Linked DNA regions of Mus musculus: region 1 is linked to region 2. A link is a contact called in public HiChIP or PLAC-seq data. All regions are on one chromosome and are shown on one strand. The core of a region is the stretch at or near the end of the contact, and the rest is flanking DNA. Distances in the headings are between cores, read along the strand shown.

The links. HiChIP or PLAC-seq counts read pairs in DNA pulled down with a chosen protein or histone mark.
Region 1: an H3K4me3 HiChIP or PLAC-seq map of stem cell-derived neural progenitor cells shows a contact between it and region 2, with 4 times the contacts expected there. The contact joins the enhancer-like site here to the promoter of Pax6 in region 2. A contact is called at or near these places in 4 of 39 promoter capture datasets (the 3T3-L1 cell line, embryonic stem cells and liver), 3 of 115 datasets of contacts at active chromatin or transcription factors (astrocytes, embryonic stem cells and stem cell-derived neural progenitor cells) and 1 of 9 other capture datasets (liver).

What each region holds. Positions count from the first base shown.
Region 1 is chr2:106,853,560-106,859,810 of GRCm38.p6, forward strand. All of the region lies in intron 4 of Mpped2 (metallophosphoesterase domain containing 2), which reads left to right. Among named protein-coding and RNA genes, the nearest start is that of C130023O10Rik, 39 kb to the left of the region's middle. Within about 2 kb of position 2,627, at least 47 of the 459 cell types and tissues checked have an H3K27ac peak or open chromatin away from gene starts, as enhancers often do. A contact at or near this core is called in stem cell-derived neural progenitor cells, where this site is marked.
Region 2 is chr2:105,671,517-105,678,355 of GRCm38.p6, forward strand. It overlaps Pax6 (paired box 6), which reads left to right and starts at 4,228. Exons shown (of 12, transcript NM_001310144.1): 1 at 4,228-4,456. RefSeq lists an enhancer at 817-1,017, a promoter at 3,708-4,289 and a cis regulatory region at 3,708-3,842.

The DNA.
Region 1 (6,251 bases), core at 1,377-3,876, 1.2 Mb after region 2:
GCTGGTGAGTGTGTGTCTGTCTCTCTCTCTTTCTCTCTGTGTGTGTATGTGTGTGTGTGTGTGTGTGTGTGTGTGTGGACATGAGGGTAGGATTGAGGGTAGTTGTGTGTGCATGTGGCAGGGTGGAGATGTTTATGTTGTGGTCACATAATTGGGTGTGGAGGCTGGGATTGGATATCAGGTGTCCTCCTCCATCACTCTCTGACGGACAAGCCCCAGTGATCTTCTTATCTCTATGCCCAGCCCACTCAGCTTTGTGGTTACAGGAACACACAACCATACCTGGCTTTAATATGGGTGCACTGAACTCAGGTCCTCGTGCAAAGCTTTTTTACCCACTGAACCATCTCCCCAGTTTGTTCTTCCTGCTCAGAGCTTGTTTATAAGATTAAAGGCCAGGATGCTTGGGTGAGCTGTAACATTATTTTTAATAATTCATAGGGAACCATGTTTGAAAGCGGGTCATAATGTCTCGTTTCTAGATACCTAAAGCAAACTCTGCACACTGCCTCCTTTCCAGTAGGGGAAGGGAATGGTAACAGAGGCTTGCTTCTGATACTTGTTCCGTGTTAGTTACCAGACAGGAGCAATGTTGGAAAAAATGGCAGTGTCTGATCCTTTGGCTCAAGAAGCCCCACCTGTAGGTCATGGGGCTCAGGGGACTGCCTGGTACCATTTCCTCCTTTTGCATACACAGCACACAGACCACTTTAGTCACCCAGGACTGCCCTTTATCAGAACAGTATCTTTTCATCCCAAGCACCTTATGACTAAAGGCGATACTACAAAGCCCTAGTGAAGAGCCGGGACAAGACAGCTGTCGGAAGAAAAGCCTGCAGTGCCCTTTGGAGCAGCTGAGCCAGTGTCTGGTGAGGCGGGCTGTCCAAGCAGCTGCACAGGGTAGAAAGATAGAAGTTTTTCCTCTCTCTGCTAACAAGGGTGTGTGTGTGTGTGTGTGTGTGTGTGTGTGTGTGTCTGTGTCTGTCTGTGTCTGTCTGTGTCTGTCTGTCTGTGTGTCTATCTGATTCAAGTCAGTCTGTGGGCCAAAGCAAGACATCTTTTTTAACTGCACAGGAAAATAACTTGCAGACTAGCCAATAGAAGGACTTATGTAGGAGACAGAAGGTTTCTCAAAATCCAGAGCTTAGGAAAAGCAAGACAGGGACGGAGGGAGCACAGGAGGAGGAGAAGGGGACAGCCTCTCATGTGGATATTCAGGGTGACACATCTGGTGTCAGGGAAACTGCTCTTTCTAACTGACAGGGAAGCTTTGCGAGCAGGGGAGGGCTCAGCCATCGCGATGGTGAGCTGGAGATCATGAATTACCATGACAGCTCCATGGCATGTGGAGTGTGGGGTGATTTTCACCAGCCGTGCTTAAATTAGCTTCTCTTGGACCTAGGATGACGTTCAGTCAGAGAGAGAGTGCCAGGCTCGAGGAAGGAGGACTGTGATTCCGAAGGGCCACAGTCTAGGAAAGAAAGGTGAAAACTGGCCCCTACTTTCTGAGTTTAGTCTAATGGAGGTGCCAGGCAGCACGGGTACCATTAATTAGCAGCTTGTCAGTTCCTCCAGTAAAACCTCTCTGAGTCCTCTATTATAAATATTCCAAGAACCCTGAATACCCCCGACTCTGAACTTCCTCAACTGAAGATCTTGCCAAACTCTAATCACCTGTGCCAGCCAGCTAAGCAGCCTCGACGAACTGTTTTGCCCTGTGCGGTTCAGGGATTTGTCAGAGCGAGACTGCGTGGACGGGTGGGCGAGCAAGTGTCTTTCTGGAAAACCTTCCACTCAGACAACGTGAGCTGAGGAAGTGCCTGTTAATAAGTAATCAGCCGGAAGAGATCAGGCTGTCTGGCCATCTAGTAATGCTTGCGGGGTCACTGGGGACCTTTAAAACATTCTGGATCGGGGCGCTCTGTGACTTGTTGAGTACTTGGCTGGAAATTCTAGAAAGAAGAAAGAGCCTGAGCCATTTTCTGCATGTACACATATTTACACATGTAGGTATTTATAGAAAGAGATATATTGTTAATATACCATATATAAATAGAAACTACAAATTAGCACTATGTCCTGCCAAAGGTCTTACATACAGTTCTTTTATCGACATTGGAAGATAACTTTTTATTACAAGGATGAGGAATCTGAAAGTCACAGAAGACAAGGAAGTGATTGGCAGGTGTGGGGCTTGAACGTGGATCTATTTGCCTCCATAATCCACGCTCTTAACCTCTGCCTCTCAAATAAGTATGGCTGGCTTTTATAGAGCCTGTGGGTTCTCACGACTGTAAAGAGGCCAGCCTGCCAGGTCCCACAGCTGGGTGTTACAGGATCCATTGACCTCTTCTTCAGAGCGGCTAAGGAAAAGAAAGAGAGACACTCCGGGGCTTCTAAGCCTTGCAGAAGTACTCAGCAGACCTGGACACATAAGATTCCCGGTCTTTGTGGTATAGGCAGCCCAGTTCTTGTCTGCCCATGGAAGGTGGACAGTGACCCAAACCAGGGCTGGGAACCAGAGCAGCACACCTGACCTCCAGTCCTGCTGTCTGTAAATCCTGCTTTGCCAGACAGGCCCTGCCCCCTCTCAAGTTTGCGGAGGGAGTAAGCAGCCATTCTCTGTCCAGGCCTCCTAGGATTTATGGGCAGCAGCGCCTTCTGCCTGCACTGATGAGCTGTGTACTGCAAACACAGATGACCTTTGCAGCGATTTCATCTCAGCCTGCTTCCGTCTAGAAGACCTGGGTTTTTGTTTTTGTTTTTTTTTTCCTTGACGTTCTCTCCAACTATTTCTGCCTCTTAACTCTCCTGACTCCTGCTGCTCTCAGCCATCCAGTCACAGAGGCTAACCGCTGGTAATTCAAGAGCCAAGATCTGATTGGTGAAGTGTCCCCAGTTCCTGTCCACTTGAGTCTTAGGTCCAGTGGTTTCAGGCAGATGGAACTGCTCCCCTTCCTTCCAGACCTTTCTAATCCCTCCCCAGGAGGGGACGGGTTTCAGGCACAGATTGGCCTACTAGCATGAAGGTGCTTTGTGAGTCCTTTTCTTACAAGTTGGTTCCCATGTGGTATTTGTTAGTCACAGCTAATTATGAAGTCCTTGGCCAAGGCACTAGACATTGTTCCTTGGATTCCTCCATCCTCTTTTCCCCCCTTGCCCCCTGTTGCTGCAGAACAAAACCTATTGTGGCTCTCTGGAGGTTGGCTATGCGCATATTTTCCAGTGAAACTCTGATGGGCTCACTGCTGGGGTCTCATGTTTCAGAATTCACACTGAACTGGATAGAGCGTTATTCACTGACATTGACAGAGCCCGCCCGCCTTTCGTCTGCGCAGACGTTCCTCCCACCCTGCACTGGGTCCCTCACAGGCAATTTGGACAGTTGACTGAGAATAACTCACAGCATTCGTCAGAACCTGGGTAATCGGTACAGAAAAGTATAATGTTGTGAGCATGAGGTCATAGGAAGCTCGAGTGCCAGGTGTCACCAGCTGCCCTGTGTGTCAAGGTGGCAGTCTGAAGCCACCCTTGGGTCTGTCTTTCCTATTCCCTGGGCAGACTGCCTCAGTGTTCACCTGCACTGTGTACTGGGCTTCCGCAGGGAACTAACACATTCCTAAAAGCAAGCTTGAAACCCAGAACTGAGTCCCCTCATTGTTGGCCGCTGTGGGTCCTTCCCTTACCTAAGGTCCACATCAGCAAGTGAATTTGAGGACAGAATGGGACTTAGAACATAATCAGAATGGGACCCAACATCCAAACATCCAGGGGCCCCATTTCTTTCCCTGTGCTGGGCTGGTTCTGGAAAACATTACCAGGCTGCTTTTCCTCCTGGCTTATTGCCACTACCTTGTGTGAAGACCTTCCTTATGTGCAGGAGACAGGAACTGTAGATGAGTGAAAAATAGCAGCGGCATCACACTGTTTTCCCTAAGCCACCTGGCAGTCCCATGCCAGCTTCTGGAACCATCCAGCGTTCAGACCGAAAGGCTGATGCAGGTGCAGATGCCTTTAATGTTTCCATTATAATTGTGGGACTCCCACATTAAAAATCACATGAGGTGGTTTTTGTCACTATTATTTAACTGAAGACCGTAGAGTGGAGTTGGCCTGTTTAGGCTTACATGGTAGGTAGCTACCAATACTAGTGCTGGAGATGTTGATAAATTGCTATCACTAATGGCGTGCTTCTATCTAAATATAAACTGAGACTGCATGCTTAAGGAGTGCTGTGAGGAATTAAAGCCAATAATCTAGATAAAGGCTCTGTGTAAAATATATCAGGGCCTTGATAAATGTTCCTGTCACTGTAACGTAACCGCTCACTGTTATACACACAGGGGCTTGAGTTCAAATAAAAGCCAGACACATTAAAACTTTGTCCTTAACTTGGACCCTTCTGCATTCTGTCACAAGTTTAACATTAAGCAAACACAGCTTGGGTTATCTATAGACTGTGAGTTCAGCCTCGTCTTTCCCTGGAAGCTTATAAAACTGAGCACTTCCTGAGAAGAAGAGGGTAGGACTACAGGCTTATATGAGAAGAAGCTACAAGAGGAACATTGGAAAGATTGGAGAAATGAACTCCTGTTCCTTTGACTAAGAAAGTCCCTAGGGTGCCCTGGGGCTCAAAACTGCCTGTCTCCAGCAAAATGAAGCCCCTTGCTGCCCCCACAACTTGGGTGTGCTTGGGACCCTTTCAAACTCTTCTTTATTTTCCATCCAAACAAGAACCAAAGGTCCAGAGGCTTGTTTTCAGAATTTAGGAGAGCAGATGTTTTTGCTTATTTTTTTTCTTTAGTCTCCCTTCTGCCAAAATGCTGGGTTTTCCCTGGGTTCCGTAGTTGTTTTTCTGTTTTGTTTTGTTTTTCCTTTTAAGACAAATCTTGGACAAGGGTCACTGTAAAAGGAAGAAGGGTGGGCATTTCCAAGCCGGGGAGCTCTGCCGTTTAAGACCTGAATGAAAATATGCAGGAACCCGATGGTGAGCATGCTAGAGGCCAGGAGAGAACAGGGCTGATAGGTTCCTTTCTAGAAGAGTCTCAGGCTTTCTTCCCAAACCTGATGCCTAGTGCTGCCTAGTAAATCAAGAATAGGACAGTGAGCATTGCTTTCTCCCAGGATAGCCAGGGACCTTACTTGGTATGTAGTGCATCCAGAACTCCTCACGGGCCCTAGAGCCCCCAGCCTGCTAAAACATGGTAGATACTAATTATTTTCTATGGCTTTTTAAACCAATCAACAGGAACACAAATGTGTCATATTTGTCAGTGTTAATCGAAGTCTGACTCTAGTCATACTGAATTTTACAGGATGGCCCTGGCTATCCTGGAACTGGCTATATAGTTCAGACTGGCTACCAACTCAGAGATCTGCCTGCCAAGTTCTGGGATTGCAGGCCTATGCCACCATGCTCCATCAACAATTCACTTTTTAAGTTTCCATTATCTAGCTTTTCAAGGCCACCACCATCCCTAGCCTCCTAGACTTCATCCTCCATCTTCAAAGGCAGCGATATCAGGTTGAGTTAGTTGTCTCTCATTGCTCCACTCATGTCACTCCTATTGCCCTTTAGAGACCACTGTCAGAGGCCTTGGTTGGTCACACTGGACCTGCCATATATAATCCAGGATTATGTCCCTATTTTAAGTAACCTTTGCCACTGGAGTATATATTCACAGGTTCTAGGTAAGAAGGTTATGGACCTTTTAGCAGGGAACTCTAATGCCCATGACAGATAACACAGCTCATTTTTTATACTAGTACAATGGTTGTGTTTAGTAGAGCTTTCAGTTATAAGAAGTGGAACTTAACAGGTGCTAATGAAAAGAAGGGATCTAACAAGAAGGAGTTCAGGTCCAGTGAGGCACAGCTGAATCCATGTGTCTAAGGCCATCATTGAAGCCCTCTCTTTCCTTTGTTGGGTTTCCTTGTCGTTCATTCATTCTCAAGCAGAGACTAAAGGGTCGCTAAAGCATCTCCCAGCCCATTCTTGAGATTTGAGATTCCAGGAGGAGCTTGACCTCCTCCTTAGCAGGGCCAACTCCCAGGAATGACACTCAGCTGCCCAGCGTGTACATTTGTAAGTGAATTACAGGCAAACCACATACAGACAAATGCAAGTCGCTCCATCCAAGACTCGGAATGGAATCGACCTTACTGGAAAGAGATTATGACAGGGAAGGAGCAACTTACCAATGAAAAAATATGTCATTGTCACCAGAGGAAGGAGAGATCTGGGTGTGCCA
Region 2 (6,839 bases), core at 2,978-5,477:
CTCTTTAGTACTGAGGTTAGAAGAAAAGGAGACTTGAAGGAATGTCCCGGGGTTGGAGAATGGAAAGAGAACTTTTCTAGACACCCTATCTGTAAAAATCCCAAAACGATGGGATTTCAGGGTGTCCTATGCGTTAGAGACTTTGAATCTACTTTCCATATAGACAACTGTAGGATGTGGAAGAAAGGAAGCTTGAGAGTTAACTAGCCTCCTACAAGAAAGCTCTTTGCTGGGACACCCATCCGGACAATGCCGGGATTTAAGCATTTTAGGGGTGGGCTGGGAGGGAAATGGAGGGGGAGAGGTGCTGACCAATATGAAGAGAAGAGGATTGGACCCGCGAGCGCCCAGATACACTAACCATTTGGCAAGAAGAAAGGAAAGGAAAGGGCACCATGGCTTTTTCCAGTCAAGCTAAAGCCTGGAGGCGCCGCTGGGCGGTCGTTCGGCTCTCTTCTGTTTCTGTACTGTCCTGGGCTTTGGCTAGGCTAGCCGGTGAGCAGGATTCAGGCAGGTTGCTGGGGTAAGCGGAGAGAGAAAGCCCCAAGCCAGGGAGGCATCAGGAACTGGGTGGCTAGGGTGGAAGACTTTGATTTTTATGACCTTTTGATTTGTTTGCCATCCCAGAGATCCCTGGAATCCACTCTTCAGGGCCTGCAGAAAGAGACACACTTGGAGCTCTCTAAAGTGTCTCGGGTGTTTACTGAGACCTTCCTCCTCCAAAGAAATTCATCCTTGCCCTCCTCAGTGTGTCTGCAACCGCGCCTCAGCTAGGACCAGTCAAAATGGGAGTTTGGAGGTGTGGGAACACGGAATGGAGTACTGGTTGTTCTGAGGCTGTGAGGCCAAAGCACATTTCCCCAGAGAACTGGGCACTTCTTTGCCTCGCCAGGGGCCGCTCTCGGGACAGAGACTAAATGCGGTGGGTACAGGCTACCAGGGACTGTTGGGAGTGATTCTGAAGGGGCCTCCTACTTTCGCATCCATGATGGTTAGAGAGGTTCTGAACACCGTCGGGCAAACCTCGATGCCCCCAGCGCCACTCTACACCACGAGCTTTCAGTTACCCGGCCAGAGGAAAACCCGTCCTCGCACGGGTCAGAGGGTAGAACGGAGGAAAGAGTAGCAGAGTAGTAGTGAAAGGCAGCGGGGGTCGGGGGGGGGGCGCCTAAAATGCAGCTTCGCCAGCCTTTCTATTCTAACACTAACACTGGAGGACAAGCGAAATGGGCCTCCGACGGGTTGAAAGCCTCAGTTAAAATGGCGACCCGAGCGTTGTCTCCGTTTTACTAGTGCCTTGCACCTTGGTTTTAGCCTCCCTCCTTCCAGGTCTCTTCCCGACAGCAGGTGCTTGGCAGAAAAGATGATTCACCAAGGACAGGCAGAGAGAGAGAGAGAGAGAGAGAGAGAGAGAGAGAGAGAGAGAGAGAGAGTAGGAAGGGAGGGAGGGAGAGAGAGAGAGGAGAGAGAGAGAGAGAGAGAGAGAGAGAGAGAGAGAGAGAGAGAGATCCTGGCTCTCATCCCTTTCCTTAAACTTTAGAAACTTTGCCTCTTTCTGTTCCTCAGCTCCCCTCCCCAAATATTGACACACTAGAGCAGCCAAGTCCTTTCTGTTTCTTGTTTGTGCAGTTTCCAACAGTCCCACCCGAAGCCCCCATCCCCACCCAATGACGTCAGCGGCATTCATGCCAGGCTCCTAGCTTCTTCTGATTTTTTTGTTAAAACTTTTCTCTGAGGTGAGATGGGGGTTGTGGGTGGGAGAAGGGGCTGATTGAAAGAGCCAGTGCCCTGGGGGGAAATAGCAACAAGATTATGGCTGCCTCTTTCTTAGGCAAAGCTTAAGAGGGTGCTAATCCACTGGGTTGCTAATTGAGAGGTTGTAAAAATGATATTCGCCGCCTCCAATTGGGACAGTCGCTGGGCACCCCCCCCCCTCATCTTGCTTCTTTAATGCTTGCTTGAGATGTAAAAGGGGAGAAAAGGAGAATGCTGACTTCTCTGATCTGGAACTTGGACTTCAGGCAGGACTTCCTGGGAACCTCTGAAAGTCCCGGTCCTACGAAATCTTTCACTGGAGGCCGCCAACTGCAGCAGTGGCACCACCTTCTTAGCCTCTGGCCAGTGTTTCCTTCTAGCTCCGATCCAGTGCCTTAGGTCCTCCAGAGTGAGCCCAGCTAGTCAGCCACCTTTCCCAAGCTGAGGAGATGAGCAGTTTGTGCTAACCCACCTCTGGCTCGGGTTACGGAAGGCCTCTTCTGTCCCCGGAACTCTGCTAAGGCTCCTTGGGTCCTTATTGCTGGGCCCCAGGCAAGGGCTAGACTAGGATGTCCAAATCAGGCTCAGAGGCAGCCTGCAGCGTCCATCTGGCTCCAACTCCCATGGGGATTCATCAGCGCAGCCTGCCAGAGATCAACTGAGTGAGCAGACTACTGCTGGACGCTGACTTTCGGTTCTTTCCCTAAGTCAAAAAAAAAAAAAAAAAAAATCAAAGGCTTCGATGGTGGCTTTCGGCCTCCTTGCCTGATCTTTGCCAACCCCACTTCCCTTTGCTGGGTTCTGAGTGTGTTCCGGATCTCAGGCCTTCTACTTCTCGGCTCCAAGGCCCGCAGGCTGCGAGATAGCTCCGGACAGCTCAGGACAAGGCGGCTGCCTGCTCCCCTGTCACCTAAACTGCAGACTCCAAGGGACGTCTTTGGAGTGTACTGAGGTGTATCCTAATGTCCGGCATTCAACAAATGGACTTCTGGTGTGTGGTCAGGAGGGAAAAGCCATTTACTTACTGTCCTCGCCGTTTTTCTGGCAACAGTTGAAGGGGAATTGCCTCCGTGGACTGAGCTGACCCAAGAGAAGGGAGTCTTGGCGGGGATACATAAGCACCACACACAGATAACCGGTTCCTCACAACGACACACGTTGACACACCAAGAAAGCCGGCGAGGACACACACTTGCAGAATCTCTCCCAGCATTGGTCAAACCCCACCCCCACCCTCAGGCTTCCACTACTTCCCCTCCCCTCTTGTCTTCCCCTCCTTTCGATGGCTTGGAAAAGCAGCCGCACTTAGTCAACAAATGGCACGTGGGAGAAGTTGGAGAGTGTTTGGTGAGGACTCTTCAGAGCTTTTCACAAGAATCCTCTGTACACAAAGTAAGTGGCGTGTTTACTCGAGCCTCTCCAGGCTGGGGCAGTGCGTCCGCTCCGCTGAGCACGGCGGCTTCGGAAAGCAGAAAGAGAAGAAAATGCCAGCGGTGCGGGAGTGGGGTGGGGGGAAAATGGGCAGGCTCGGGAGGCCTGAGCTGGGGTGACCGCCGGGCCTCGCTGAGTTCTCGGCCTGGAGGCCCTCTTCGGGCCTAGGCATAGTTGTGCCACCATCGCCGGAGTGGGGGCTGCTGGGATCCAGGGACACTCCCGCCTCTTTTCTCTTGTTCCTAAAAGTCAGGTGGGCTAGAGAGCCGCCACCGCTGTACTTTGTGTCCTGGGGCCAAGGCCGAGGTGGACAAGGGGTGGGAAGTTAGGGTGAAATGGGGCGGAGCGGCAGGCCACTGTACAAGAAAGGACCTCGTAGAGATGGTGAAACTTGCTACCTCCACGGACTGAGAACCCCTGGCCCAGCTTGGGGTTACGGGGGCAGCATGCTTCCAGCTCAGAGGCCTCCATTAGACTGATCAAGTTCGCGGCCGCAGCGCTGGCCGCCGAAGCGCATGGAGCGGGAGACCTCGGCGAGCGCCAGAGCCTAGGAGCGGGGGGCCCAGCGCCGGAGAGAGAAGCCGGGACCCACCGGCAGAGCCGAAAACAAGTGTATTCATATTCAAACAAACCGACCAATTGCACCAGGCAGGGAGAGGGAGCATCCAATCGGCTGGCGCGAGGCCCCGGCGCTGCTTTGCATAAAGCAATATTTTGTGTGGGAGCGAGCGGTGCATTTGCATGTTGCGGAGTGATTAGTGGGTTTGAAAAGCGAACCGTGGCTCGGCCTCATTTCCCGCTCTGGTTCAGGCGCAGGAGGAAGTGTTTTGCTGGAGGATGATGACAGAGGTCAGGCTTCGCTAATGGGCCAGTGAGGAGCGGTGGAGGCGAGGCCGGGCGCCGGCACACACACATTAACACACTTGAGCCATCACCAATCAGCATAGGTGTGCTGGCTGCAGCCACTTCCCCACACTCTTTATCTCTCACTCTCCAGCCGCTGACAGCCCATTTTATTGTCAATCTCTGTCTTCTTCCCAGGGATCTGAGAATTGCTCTCACACACCAACCCAGCAGCGTCCGTGGAGAAAACTCTCACGAGCAACTCCTTTAAAATACCGTCATTTCAAACCGTTGTGGTCTTTAAGCAACAACAGGGGGGGGGGACCCAAACAACAAAAACCAAAAAAAAAAAAAAAAAAAAAAAAAAAGCCCTCAAAACTCTTGACAGGAGCCTTGACAACGACGAAAGAGAGGATGCCTCTTAAAGGTGAGTCCCGCTTCTTTCTTCTCAATTTCTTTATATTTCAATATCCTGGCAGGTCTCTCCCTCTCTTCTTTCCTCCCCTCTCGCCGGTCCCCTCCCCCACTGCTACGCCGGGAGAGTTGGGCCTGAGAAGTTTCCACGCAGGAGCCCAAACTTTCTACTTCCAGCGAAAGCCCGCGTCGGAGGGCGACGGTCCGCGCGAGCCACAACAGCGCGGATCTTCAGGCAGGCGGCTGGCTCTGCACCAGCGCAAGTGCGGCTGGAGCTCTCGGAGAGCAGCTAGGCTGCAGGGCGCCCCCGCAAACCGCAGCTCTCAGCTTCAGCGCCTCCAAAAGCTCGCGGTCAGCGCAAAGGGACGTAGAGGCTCCTCCGTGCCCCAGGCCGCGGAGAGCAGCCGCCGGCGATGCTTTTGTCCAGCCCGGGCCGAGCCAGCGCGCAAAGAGCGCCCAACCAGCCGACTCTCCGCGCCGCCTCCCGCCAGCCCGCGCTCCGGCTTTGTGCAAGATTCTCCCGGCACAGAACTGCCCGCAGCACTCGAGCACCAAAGGGTCATCGCGCCCTCCGCCAGCCGGAGCCGTCTGGATGGGCACCACGGCCGTGCGCCGGAGGCCACGAGGGACCCAGAGCGAGAGCGGGCGGTGAAAGAAGCCACTAGGCCGAGGCGGTCGGATGCGCTCTGCGAGGGAGCTCCGAGCCGATCGCAAGGACTGCCAGCTTCCATCCACCCCCCAGGGCCCTCGCCTCCAGCCTCAGCCGAGCGCTGAGCTCAGATTTGGAAACAAACGCCCTAGCTCTCCCGGCTTCCCACAACTCTATCTTGCGAAAGTTGGTGTGTTCCCTGTCCTGTGGACTCCCACCTCCAGCTCTTGGTGGGTATTTTCCCGTGTCTCCATTGACCAAGCTGTACCCCGTGTTGCCATTTCAACAAGTTTCGAGCTGGAAAGGCGGTTTGCTCCCCCTTTTCGAGTGTACTGATATTTTTCTTTGTGTGGCCTAAAGGGGGAAAAAAAAAACTACAAGAAAGCACTGGCTTTCCCTCTCCTCGGATCGCGTCCTCTCCCTGCTAATTAGTCTGAGTAATTCGAGAGCTTTTGGATTCTAAGACCCCAGGAGGAAAAGTGGCTTTTCAAAGTTCAGAAAGTTGTTGCCTCTTTCCCGGGGCAGATCTCCTCAGTCTCCCTGAGCCATAATAGCCTCGAATTTTAGCAAGTGTAATTGAGGGAAATGGAGTTGAATTTCAAGTGGAAATGCTTTCTTTTTCGAGTGCTAAAAAACCTGGCCTTTCATTAATGAGCTTTCTGAAAAGTTTAAAAACAAAGTGAATGCTCTCTCTCTCTCTCTCTCTCTCTCTCTCTCTCTCTCTCGCCATTTTGGATGTTAAACTCGAACTTGGGAAGGGCTGAGGAGATAGGATCAGAAAAACAACTGACAAGCTAAAATCCTTGAAAGCCTAGCAGGTTTACCCAAGAGCACGAATAGTTAGTTGTTGCCGCTGACGGGGAGGAGGTTGCCGCTAACCGGGAGCAGGGCTGCTGGGGATCTTTGCATATGTTTGAAGGCAATTGATGAGTTGTAATCATTTGGCCCTGGAGGGTAAACTTTGTCGCCCTAATTGCTAATTTCCAGGAAGGGCATCTGGAAGAGAGAACCCAAGCTTCTCTGAACACTTCAGCTCTGGAATGCGGGAGTAGGTTTTGAAATTTAAATAATTGAAACAATAGCATAGTGTGAGAGTTCTGGCTTGGGTTTGGGTCAGGGAGTGAGGAGGACAGAGGTCCAATGGACCTTGGAGACTCAGACCTTGTGGCCTTGGAGATTTCTGAATACTCCTTCATTCCTGATGCAGGACTATGACCCCCTCCAAGGCAATACAAAGACCTAGCCTAGGCTAGGGGTTTGGGCTGAGGCAGAGGGGTCTAGCTTCTTTAAGAATAGGTCTGCTTCCGGGTGCAGGGTGTGCCCTGCTTCCCAGGGTGCTTTCTGCACTGAGTGTTAACGACTACTTAGGTAATTAGATAGCTTCTTAGAGGAGAGGAGGGTGGGAACCGAGCAAAACCGGAACCTGAAGTGCTATCACCTTCCCACTTGCTTGGGAAACTAATCAGCTAGCTTTTGGGGGATCAGCTAGACAATTTTCTAAAATGGTATTACGGAGGTCCGAGCCGGCTTGGAGACATGAGGCTGTGTAAAAAATGTGGTTCGAGAAGAGCTTAGGAAGTTTTCTGTCGCAAACAGAATTCTCCACACACACACACACACACACCCTCCACACACACACACACACACACACACACACACACACACACACCCTCCATACACACACCCTCCACATACACCTGCTATCCTTTGCAGCTTGAGTCATATATATATATATATATATATATAT